2 separate regions of the Ovis aries genome follow, and region 2 is linked to region 1. A link is a contact called in public Hi-C data. All regions are on one chromosome and are shown on one strand. Each heading gives the region's core, a stretch centred on a gene start, on an enhancer-like site or on the middle of the called end of the contact. The rest is flanking DNA. Distances are from core to core; before and after follow the strand shown.

The links. Hi-C and Micro-C count contacts between places; a contact is called where the count stands out from the background.
Region 2: a Hi-C map of liver shows a contact between it and region 1, with 7 times the contacts expected there. The contact joins the promoter of SCRN2 here to the enhancer-like site in region 1. A contact is called at or near these places in 7 of 16 Hi-C or Micro-C datasets (hypothalamus, liver, mixed tissues and 3 more).

The regions. Positions count from the first base shown.
Region 1 is chr11:38,191,484-38,197,459 of ARS-UI_Ramb_v3.0, reverse strand. No RefSeq gene overlaps it. Among named protein-coding and RNA genes, the nearest start is that of MIR152, 18 kb to the right of the region's middle. Within about 2 kb of position 3,344, at least 4 of the 54 cell types and tissues checked have an H3K27ac peak or open chromatin away from gene starts, as enhancers often do. A contact at or near this core is called in liver, where this site is marked.
Region 2 is chr11:38,350,216-38,356,191 of ARS-UI_Ramb_v3.0, reverse strand. SCRN2 (secernin 2) reads right to left here and starts at 3,219. Exons shown (of 8, transcript XM_060394860.1): 1 at 3,151-3,219; 2 at 2,605-2,778; 3 at 2,117-2,298; 4 at 1,359-1,558; 5 at 698-913; 6 at 412-577; 7 at 141-321. The coding sequence starts at 2,778. It overlaps SP6 (Sp6 transcription factor), which reads right to left. Exons shown (of 2, transcript XM_042255880.2): 2 at 5,133-5,976.

The DNA.
Region 1 (5,976 bases), core at 2,095-4,594:
ATGGCAAATACGGTGGAGGAGGTGGGAGCACAGAGAGCACAGCAGAGGAAAGAAGAGAAGGCTATGGAACCGTATTCCCTTCTCCCCTCCCTAACTGACGGGCGAAAGCTTCTCTGCCTTCCATGCAATCCGGAGGGGACATCACCCTCACCCTTACCCTCCCCCTCCGGTGTTGTCTCGCCCGAGGTTGCAAACAGGGCAGACTTGTAAACAGTTGATGAAAATGTCCTCGGGTTTCTCCAGAAGTTGCCTGTTTCCTGGGGCCATTCCTTTCCTTACAACCCTCCGGGAGACCCCTCCCGGCAGACCCCAACCAGGCTCCAGCAGCCCCCCTCTCTCCTCCATTCCCCCAGCTCTCCAGAGGGGCTCGCGTCTCCCTGATGCGCTCCGGTCTCTGTCTGAGCCATCCATCAAGGGTGGCAGGCTGAGGGAAACATGAAAAAGAGCCTATTTGGCTATTAACATCCCCTCCCGCTTTGTTGTCTCTCTTCTCCCCACTCCCCTTCCAGCCCCCCACCCCTCCCCTCCCTTTCCCCTTTTGCGGGAGACAAAACCAGACTGACAAGCTGAAGACTCAAACATTAATCAAACTGCGCTCCGGAACAACCTTTCCCTCGCATTAATAAATACATTTGCGGCCCCTCATTGGACAGTTGGCCTAATTTGTTTCTTTTTTGCGGGGTGGAGGGAGCAGCCGCGCCCGCGCCCCCCGGCTCCCAGCAGCCCAGTGCAAAGCAGATGTTCCGCAGCGGACGCGGAGCAGCGCCGAGCAGCGCGCCCCGGAGGCCGCGGTTGCCATGGCGACGGCCCGGCCGCCTGCTGTCGCTGAGCATGCTGTCTCGCCCGCTCAGTGATTACCTCCATCTCCGCAGCGTTCGCCATACGGCCCGGATTCTAATCAGATCCCCTCCCCCTCCTCCCTGCCTCCTGGCGGAGCCCACCCTCCTCTGGCCAGCCCACTACCCCTCCAGCTCCCACATCCTTGGGGCTCGTTAAAAACTGGGGTACCTCCTTGATAGTGCCAGGAAAGAGAAATGAGAGAGAGGAGGAGCTCTCCTGTGTTTAGGGACGATCGGATCCCCTTGGGAAGAGGTTCTGTGCACCTGAGGCCATCTTTGGTGGCCCTGGATTCCAGGGGTCCAGCTCTCAGTACTGTCCCCCGGAGACTCCTCCTCCCCTCCCTGCTTGGGTATGCGGAGGCAGGTCACCTGGGCTGAGAGAGGGAGGGGGAGAGATGAGGCAAGCAACCCTAGTCCACCTCCACCTGGACAAGACTCTTCTGTTCTGATTCTGGAAGTGCTAGGAACAATTTCTGCTGAACAGATTAGAGGTGAGGAGGGTTTCTGGAACAATCAGAGCATCAGTCTAAGCTGTGCCCCTGTGTTAAACCCACTGGTTTCTCAGGCTAAGAGGAGGAGTAGAGAGGCATGTGTTTGCTACTCAAATGATGCAGGCCTGGCTTGAGTTAGTCCCATGTTACTTCCACCCCTCCCCATCAATACCCAGTACACTCTGCACTCATCCAGACTGGTGGTGGGTAGGTCTATGGGTGCCTCAGCTACATGCCCAGCAGGCAGCCTTGCGCGAGTGGTACACATGAAGCTTCTTCGGGCTTGGCAGTGGGTAAGGGGCAGTTGTGAGCCCTCAGGGCCTTGGGGTATTTGGAGAGCTCTCTGTTGGGCAAGGAGGGTCCTCTCCCTGAGACTTTGAGCCTTGTGACAAGATCCCAAACATCCCTGGCTTAAGGACAAACAGGGTAATAACAGCAGCCACAGGAAGAAGAGGACATCGGGGCTGGGGTGAGGCCTACATGGAAGCAGGGCTAAACATGTGGGGCAGGGTGAGGATGCCACCTTCCAGGCTGGCTCACCAGCCAGGAAATCCAACGGGCTTAGAGCAAAAAATAATTTTGCTTTAAGGGAAGGGGCCCTTTGGAGTGATAAGTGTTAAAGTCCTCATCTAGGCCTGGGAAAGCTCGCTCCAACACTGCTACAGCATCCAAAATGCCAGTCTCCCCCCACGACACCCCTCGCCCGGTGTGTTTGCTGTGAAGTCCTGAGCAGCGCCAATGAATGAGGAGAAATGCTACTTTGGGCTCTCTCTGTGCTCTCCCTCCTGTCTACCAGAAATCCACGTTTAAGTCATGGGGCCTTCAAAGATCGAGCCAATCCTTCATTTTACAGGTGAGGAAACAGAGACCCGGACAGAGAGCATAACTGGCCGGAGACCCACAGCTCACACAGTGGATGCGGCTTCCCTTTCTGCTGTGAGGCCGCTGTGGCCCCTCCCTTTCCCCTTGCTGAGGCCACTGCCTGGGAGACTGGTTTCCAAGAGGCACAGGCAGAATCCCAAAAATCTCAGGCCTTTCTAAGCCCAATGTCACCCTGTCTCCTGAAGGCCTGTCACCTGAAGGCGCTCCACTGAAGTGACAGTTCCCGCCGGCCTGCTAGCTCAGGGCCCCTCTGGGGGGCGGGGGGTGGCCAGGGAGCTTTTGTGGGCCCTCCCTCAGCCGATTGTCTGCAGCTCTGTCATTGTCTGTCTGTCACTCAGAAGCGAACCAGTGGGGGGAAGAGGTCAGGCTGGTTGGTGGACAGGGAGAAAGAGGCCTGTCCCTCTCAGAGAAGGGTGGGGAAGATGGGGGGCAAGGCAGCTTATTCAACTGGCTCATCCCACCCCCTCTACCCGCCTTGGCTCCCCTAGGAAATTCCAGGCTTTGCTCATTTAGGACCAGGGCAGCAACTGTCCACAAAGACCCATCTCTTCTTGCCATGTGAAATCTTGAATGCCCACTGGAGATCTGCTCCCTTGCCCTGCCCTGTCTAGAAGGGGCTGCAAAGGCATCTAATTCAAACCTACTTGGAAAGGGGTCTCCTCGTGGCCCCCACTCCACACGACCACCTTCTTGACACTCCTGTGCTTGCCTGTGTCCCTGTCCCCATCTGCCTCATCAGATCCCCCAGGTTCCACCCACCCTCACCCCCCCTCCCCCCCGTAATCCCACCCAGATCCCTCCCCTCCAGAGCCCCTGTTCTCAGACTGCCCTGGCTTCCACTTTACACTGCTGTCTCCCCAGATTGTACGGTTTCCAGTCTCCCCTTGCTCCCCCTGCACACAAATCTACCTCCCCAGATTCAACTGTTTTCAGGCTTCTCTCTCTCTCTGCCCTCTGTACACGAACTATCTCTCCAGATCCTGCTGTTTCCAGGTTCCCCCATGTTTCTCCGGTACACAAATTGGCCTCCCTGGGTTCGGCAGTTTCCAGAACCCCCTTGCTCTCTCACTAGGCAGTCCCATTTCCCTAGATTCAGCTGTTTTCAGGCTCCCCTCATTTGCCCTGTACACAGATTCCTCTCCCAGGTTCTGCTGTTTCCAGGCTCCCCGACTTCCCTTGTACACGGATCAGTCCCTAGCTTATGTTGATCCCAGCTGCCTAAGAGATTGTGTAGGTTTACGGAGTGGAAGGAAAAAGAAAGTCAGAAAGAGAAGGAAGAGAAAGATTGTCATCAGGGAAACTCCTTATCTCTCTGGTCACCCAGAGCTCTAAGCAACTTGTACGCAGTAGACTCTGAGCCTGGGACTCCCTTGAGCTGATCTGCGCTGGGACACCCCAAGTCCCCCTTCCCTGCTGCTGCCCAGGGTCTCAGCTTTAAGCTAAGCCTCCTCTGGAGGGCCCCTTCTTGGAGAGGGTGCTTGTGCACACAGGAGGCAGGGCCTACAAGAGCCTTACCAAGTCTTGGGCTGTCTCTCAGCCCCGGGCCCCTGTCTCTCCCCTGCTACTTCCTTCTTGCCTTCCTAGGCCCTCTGTCTCTTTCTCACCAGCTACACCTAGGCTTCTCTCACCTTATTCAGCTAGAACTTAAAGGATGCTCCAAATGCAGCCTGAGGATAAAAGGTGTTCAAAGCTAGAGACCCACACTTTTTTCCTTTCATTTTTTCAGGATGAAGTAGTATTAGTCTCGGGTCCTAGAAATTCATTATGTGCCTGGACCAGCATCCTGGCATGCTTCTACAGCCTTCCTAAACACTTGTGTTTCATCCTTGTGACATACAAGATGCCCTACATCCTAATCCTCACAGAGGGGAGGGGAGGGGCTGATGGCTCTGTTCTTCAGGTCTTTCCAGGGCTCTTACCTTCTCTGATTCACTTCAATCGTGCCCCCAAAGCTTCTGGAATCTGGGGAGGTGTGTCTGTTCTCCATCTCCTTCCCCCACCCACATACCCAGTAGCCCCATCCCCGGCCATTTTGTCGGTCACAATGCCCCAACTTGCTGGCTCCACTAAACTTTCTGGGTTCACTGGGGAGCAAACAGGAAGACAGGGCAGGTCCAGGGTAGTGCTCTCACAGAAGAGAGAACTTTATTGAAAGTGAAGCCCACAGGTTTCCGACCTCTCTGCTTCTGCTCCCAGGACCCCGCGAGTGGCTTCAGTTTCCCCGCCTGTCAAGCAGGGCTGACACGCCTGCCTACCTCACAGAGGTTGGGATCGCAAAATAAATTACATATGTGAAGAAAACAGAATTCTTTTACAGAACCTGACAAGTGTGAGCTATTTACCTGAGTCCTATTTAAAGAAACCTGTACAAGGAGCTATTTTGTATTTTGTATATAAACTCTCCTTCCTTTCTTTGAAAGGAAACAAAGTTGATGACACTCATTTATTAATTTCATTATTTAAAAAAAAACACTATTGGGGATTTCTCTGGTGGTCCAGTGATTAGGACTCCAAATTGCCAATGCAGGGTGCGTGGGTTCAATTGCTGGTTGCTGCTAAGTCACTTCAGTCGTGTCCGACTCTGTGCGACCCCATAGATGGCAGCCCACCAGGCTCCCCTGTCCCGGGATTCTCCAGGCAAGAACGCTGGAGTGGGTTGCCATTTCCTTCTCCAATGCATGAAAGTGAAAAGTGAAAGTGAAGTCGTATCTGACTTGTAGCAACGCCATGGACTGCAGCCTACCAGGCTCCTCCGTCCATGGGATTTTCCAGGCAAGAGTACTGCGGTGGGGTGCCATTGCCTTCTCCGATCGCTAGTAAGGGAACTAAAATCCTACATGCCCCACGGCACAGCCAAAAAATTTAAGAAGTAGAACTAAAACCACCACTATCGGGGATTCCCTGGAGTTGGAGTTATTGTACTTAGAAACTGTACAACCTACCTACGGACAGGTGTCAATACTCACTGAAATGTAGACTTAAAATTTGTGAATTTCAGTGTGTGTAAATTATATCTCAATAAATCTGGTTGAAAATGTGCAAAGAAAACCTGTATTGGGGTTTTGAATCCAGAAGCCCTGTTTTTTTTATTTTGTTTTAATTGCCCAGGAAGGCACTCCTTGTTGTGGGAATTCTGTGTATAAATGTTAGATTTGGGGGCTCTGCAGAGAGCACAAGGATACGGAGAGGTAAGCAGGGTTTCAGGGAACCCTTACTGCTGACCCAGCTCTGTCACTTCTTAGCTCTGTGACATTGACTAAATCATCTTTTGAGTTTCACTTTCCTCAGCTGTTCTTCTCCCAAAATCACCCAACTTCCTTTCCCTATCTCAAAGTTTAGGCTTTCTTCATTGTCTGAGCCCTTCAGCCCCCACCCCCAACTTCCAGCTGAATGGAGTCAAATCTGGGGTGTTGGACAAGAGGTCTGGTTTTGCGGACACTGTATTCATCAGGGGCCCTGTTTTCTCAGCATAACTGCCCCTAGTTCCTAGGGTCTCTCACCCTCTCATCCCTTCAAGGTCCGCCCACCCCACCGACAGGGGCCACGTTCTGCTCTGTGGTGGAGGGCATCTCTAGGAATGGACTGCAGAGCTCAGCTAGATCTGGTTCCTGCCGGCCTTTCCAAAGGCCTCATCTTGATCCCCGGCGGCCAGGAAGGAAGGATGTGGAGCTGGTCTTACGGCGCCATCTTCTGGACAGATCTGTGAGAGTTCATTTTACTTGCAGTCATTCAGAGAACACACAGCTATTTTTTTGGTTTTCAAC
Region 2 (5,976 bases), core at 1,970-4,469, 160 kb before region 1:
GGCTGACTTTGAAGGGAGAGACTCCTCTCCTCAGCTCTAGAATCTCCTTCGCTCCCAGTTCCCCTCATATTTCGAGAGTGCCAGTTGGGGTGGGGGAAATGCGTCATCCCTCCAGGGTAGCCCCTCTTCCCCGGGGTTACCTGTTCACTCTCCATCAGTCCCAGGGCCACCTGGTGTCCACGGTAGAGGGGGTGCCGGCGATCCACCTGAGTCTGGAATCGAGGCAGGGTCCGAACAGGGTCGTGTGCTCCAAAAGTGGGAGACAGCACCTGGGGGGGCTGGGCTGCCCCCACCCCAAAGATGAAAGGTTTGAACACTGACCTAGTGGGACAAGGATGGAAGATAAGGGCTCTGGTACCCTTCCGTCTCCCCTGCCTGGGGTGCTCCCCTCCAGCTTCCCCACCCTCTCACCGGGATGGGTCTGGTGTGGCAGTGAGGAAGTGCACGCAGGGCTGGGTGGGGTCCCGGGGCAGCACGGACACCATGCTGGCCGTGGTGCGGAAGCCCCCAGAGTCCATACAGATGCCGCTCTCCTTGTCCCTGAGGATGCCCATCATCACCTCTGCCGTGATACCCCCTGCCAAGGAGGACCCAGTGAGGGCCCCCGGGGGGCAGAAGGGGGCCCTCCGGCCTCAGAGTAAGCCCCCGAGGCTGTGGGAGGGAGGAGGGCTGGGCCCCACGCTGCCCACTCACTGACCTTGTTGCTGCTGCAGCAGCTCCCGCCCGGCCCGGAAGCGGGCCTTGGCAGCCTCCATGCGCACAGGCTGCTGGCTCAGGGAGAAGACCTGGGCAAAGTCAAAGGTGCCCTGCCCGTCCCACCAGCCCTGGGCCCGGGCGTGGGGCCGGAGCTCAGGGTGTTCTGCCGAGATGTCCGAGCCGATGCTCAGCTGGTTGGAGATGTTGTGGACTCCCTCTGCAGAGGAGATGGGGGGTCGCTCATATATTCTTGAGCCCCTGTCCTGTGCCAGGCACTCAGCTAGGCGCTGAGAACACAGTGGTGAAGAGAACAAGACAACCCTTGTGGAGGGGACAGATAAACCGATCACACGAATAAAAGAGAGCCGGCAGCTGCAGGGAACATCATCATGAAGGGACCCCAGCTTGTGTATAAGGGAGAAGCCTGGCCACCAGGAAGTCCAGGAAGGCTCCCCAGAGGAAGCTGCAGGCTGAAGCACAAAAGGACTCAACCAAGTGAAGGGGGAGGTGAGGTACCTGAGAGGGCTCATCTCCCATGTCCCTGGACGTCCCCACCATCTGAGACATTTGCACCTGGATCGGGCCTTCCTTGCCCCCAACACCATTCCCACCCCAAAAGGAGAACACTTCTGGGAGGCAGGCCCCAGCGCCAGGCCCCTCACCCTGGATCCTCCGTGCAGCCCACAGCCTCCCCGCCGTCTCCAGCACCCAGGCCTCAGTCCGGTCAGCCAGCAGGAAAGTGTTGTGGTAGCAGAATGGCGTGGGGTCCTCCCGGCAGCTGCCCCCTTGTCCGTAGCGCTCCAGCAAGCCTGTGATCACGTGCAAGGCCTCCCGGGCAGAGCTGCCCCGTTCCAAAGCCAGCCTGGCACAAAGAGTCCAGGGAACAGAAGGGCGATGGGGTATCAGTGCTGATGGTAGAGCTTCAGTGGACACAAGAGTCCCAGAGAAGTTTGGTTGATGAGCCCAAGTCACAGAGAAAATCGCCACCATCTGTAGGCTTGTGGTTTTCAAGGTGTGCTCTGAGGGTTCATGAAATGGACTGAAACACATTCTTGGAGGAAGACATGCCCTGAGCCCTCCATCTCTTCTATCAGAGCTGCTCCACGTTTACTGGTTTTACAAACCAAAATTCTTCATGAGATTTCACTTGAAAAAAAAAATTTGCTTCTATTGAAAAAAAAGTTAAACCACTGCCCTATTTCTGGGCCAGGAGATACCCAAAGCTGGCTACATTTGGGAGCTCCTCACCAGACTGTGGAGATGGGGCCAGAAGAGGGGAGGGGAGGAGGCAGCCTACCTGGGGAGGACGACAAAGTGGGCAGAAAAGGGGAGGTGCTTGGGGGCAGGGAGGGTGGCCTGGGTCAGTATTCAGCCCCAGATTTCTGGTGTATTGAGGGGATGAAGGAGGGCAGGTCCGCACCTGAGTAAGTCCATTCCCAGCAGGGCTTCCCCTTCCCGGACTGGCTCCTTGGTCCACACTGCCTCATTGCCAATGCAGACACCATGCTCGTTGGCGCCCATCTCAGCCCCCCACAGCCAAGAAGGGCGGCTCAGGATCACAGCATGGGTCTTTGACACCTGTTCCACCTCAATGTAGGTGCACTGGAGATGAGGGAGGAGAAAAGGGAGATCCACTTAGAAAGGGGGAAGGTACCTGTAAAGTGGTGGCGCTGTACCCATCACCCAACACAGCCCTTTGAGGAAGATCTTCTTATCCCTATTATACAGATGGGAAAACTGAGGTCGACAGCCGCGAAATAACAGGTTAGGTCCCAGTCAGTAGACTCAAAGCTCGTGTTCTTTTCACCACATCTGGTAGCTTCTCAGCTCGGGGGAACAGAGGAGGAAGGTTTTAGAAGAATACCTAGTACTGCCACACCTCCCAGCACTCTAGAAGGCCTAACCCACCTGGAGGCGGCTCCCAGGAGCGTGCGTGCGTGCCGGTACAAACACCACTTCCTGCACCTCATCCCGGGGCCGGTCAGAGTTCTTGGCAAAGATCACGGCTGGGAGAGCCGAGGCCGGGGGCACCGAGACAAAGCAGTCACAGGAACATGGGGTGTCAGGGCTCCACGACGCCATCTGGGGAGAGATGGGGATGCGTGTGTCCCTCTCAAGCCACCTCTGACGGGGGAGCGGTCCTAGGGAGCACCCCTCCCAACACGTGCTGACACCAGGGGAAGACACTGCGACGGGTTTGCGACGCACAGCACCGCACTCATGCTCGGTGCTCGGCGTGCGCGAAGGAAACGCCCACTCTCTCCACGGGCTCCAGGTTTGGGAATCGCAGACGGGCTTAGACCGCACGCTCCGAGGGCCCTGCTCTACTGGGGAACGTGACTCTTCAGGGCAGTCGCAGGAGCGCCTCCCTCGCTACCCAACCTCTCTCCAAGAGTCCCAAGCCCCTCTTCTGTCGGCCCTTTTCTCGCTCCCCCAACACTTTATGCTCCTCACCCTCTCCCCGTGCAAATCCCCAGCTTAGTCCGCAGTCCTACAGCCTCCGCTTCAGGTAAGGTCTCTCCCAGGGGCGGAGGCTCCTGGAAGTGACCTGGAAGACTTTGGCCTCGGGGGCGGAGTCGAAATCGAGCGCCTGCAGTTCTTCCGTTTTCCAGCAGAGCGCGCGCCAGCACCACTTCTTGGAGCTAAGCGGCCTTCGGAGTCCGCTTGCTGCGTGTCCTACCCGGGTGCAGCTTTTAGGCCTGATGAAGGCTGCGACGAATCCGCTAGTTTCTCCAGTGGGGTCACTGTCGGGAGAGGGAGCCGGAGGTGGAAAGAAGCCCACGTGAAAAGGGAAGAAAGGAAAACTTCGCTGATTCGTTAGAGAATGTGGACAGCTAGGGGCATCTGGAGATTAAGGAAGAACCTCAGCTACTTGTGACCTAATTTGAATTCCAAAGGCACAATTCCAGGCTGGTGCACTCTCCTTCGCATCCCCGGCATATCGTTTCCCCGGCTCTTCCCCATCTCCCACCTCTCCCTCCCCAACCCCTCAGAAATAAGATCGAAAAGAGAAAGATCGACAGGAGTGGTCACAGGCCAGGAGGCCTGGGAATAATTTAAATGAATTCCTTAAAAATTTTAAGGCATATATACCTGGTGGCTCAAATGGTAAAGAATCTGCCAATAATGAGGGACACCGGGGTTCAGTCCCTGGGTGGGGAAGATCCCCTGAAGAAGGGAATGGCTACCCATTCCAATGTTCTTGCCTGGAGAATCCGTGGACAGAGAAGCCTGAAGGGCTACAATCCATGGGACCACAATGGGTCAGACACAGCTGAGCAACTAACTCATATGCACAAAATCCATTCTGAGTCCCCAAAGGCCAATTCTGCCCCACAGTGCTCAAACTCATTGGAAGTTAGCTTTGAAAGAAAACTTGGAAATTTCTAGTCCAAAGATTTGTAACCGAAACAGCAAAGGAGAAATCTTGGCCAAGGGGGCATATATCCATATGGAGGTAGACTCTGATCTCAAATATTCTGCTTTCCAGGTCATTTTCCTGTATAAATCATCTCCATAACCAGCATTTAAGTGAATGCATCTCACTCCCGTTTGCTTTATGGAGCCCTCTGGAATGTGGGGAGAGGAGACAGTGCAGGTTATATACTTGGCCCACGTCCACCCTGCCAACCAATCAGTGCTGCTGCTCAGAGCTCTGGCCGCAGCATCCCAGCCTTTTGTCATTCCTGGGATGGGAATGAAGGTGGAGGTTGAGGTTTCCCCGGGGGGCAGGCTGCGGGAGTGATGGCTGGGGAAAACCTACAAGATAAGGCTGTTGGGACATCTGAAATCTGAGACATTTTCTTTTTTAAAAAGATTATTTATTTGTTTCTATTTTGTTGTTCTGGGTCTTCATTTCTGTGTGTGGGCTTTCTCTAGTTGCAGCGAGAGGGGGCTGCTCTCTAGTTGGGGTGCCTGGTCTTCTCACTGCGGTGGTTCCTCTTATGCGTGGTGCAGCTCTAGAGTTCAGGTGGGCTCAGTAGTTGTGGCGCAAGCGCTTAGTTGCCCGGAGGCAGGTGGAGTCTTCCCCGACCAGGGATCAAACCGTGTCCCCTGAATTGGCAGGTGAATTCTTAACCACTGCAAAGTCCTGAGACATTTTCTGATTGCCTCCAGATAAACAAGGTTGGTTCCCAAGAGGGTGCTGTTTCCAGGAAAATGGGTGTCACTTTCAGAAAAGGGACTGCCACTTGAACAGAAGGTTGACCTAGAAGCTAGGCTGGAGGGAGAAGAGCATTACCTCGAACTGTGCAGACCAGCATCTCATCCTGCTCCTTTTTCCTGCTATAACATAGCGCCTCAGGCCTCTTTGGGCAGGTCACTTTACCTGCAAGGGCTTCAGTGTTTCCAGTAACGAAGAAGGCATTGGACTAGATCAGTGGTTCTGAATCATGGATGGGGTGAGGAGGGATTATATTTCAACCACACAACTCCCATTGCATAGGACAATACTTTAATACTCTGCTTCTCAAAGTGTCCGAGGATTGCCAGCATCAGCATTATCTGGGAGCTTGTTAAAAATGCAGAATCTCCGGCCCCACCTCAAACCTACTGAATGGGAATCTGCCTGTTAACAGGACCCCCAGGTGTAAAGTTTGCAAAGCGCTGCTCTACTGCACCCTCAAGGGACATAATTTGGTGGGATGTTGGGGCGTGAATCGGGGTATCTGGAATAACTCCATGGATGGTTCTAATATGCCCTCTTCCAGGTGGGAACAACTGGACTACTTGGTTCCTGAGATTCTTTTCAAACCCACACTGCTCAGATGCTGAGCAGTCAGACTCGCTAGGATTAATGGGAAGTGAAGGATGCTTCTGGTGTGATGTACAGGGTGGGGGTGGGGTCTTGAGGTTGCCACTGGACGTCCTTCCAGAAGCAAATATCAAGGCTGTGTGGTGATCAACATTGAATAGCCGCCTCGCTGGGCTGGAAAGCCAGTTCACGTCGTGCACTTCCCCAGGTGCCCGCTGGGGGGCAGGAACAGGCAGGAGAAGAGGCCTGGGGCCGTACCGCACAGTCTCCAGCTGCAGTTCCCAGGCTGCTGGTTCCCTTGTCACTTTCCCGTTCCTGACTCCACTCCCCCACCCTAGAGGGCTTCTACTCCCACTTCCCAGGAGAGAAGAGTGGCTCAGAGACGTTGCCAAGAGGGGTCAGACCCATGTTCTTATTTCCCAAACTTGCTCTCAACCCCTCTAGGACTGTCCTGCCTGGGACTACAGAACTGAGGGGTCAGAGGTGGCCCCGGGCCCCATTGAGGGGGGAGGGGGCAGCCAGGCAGC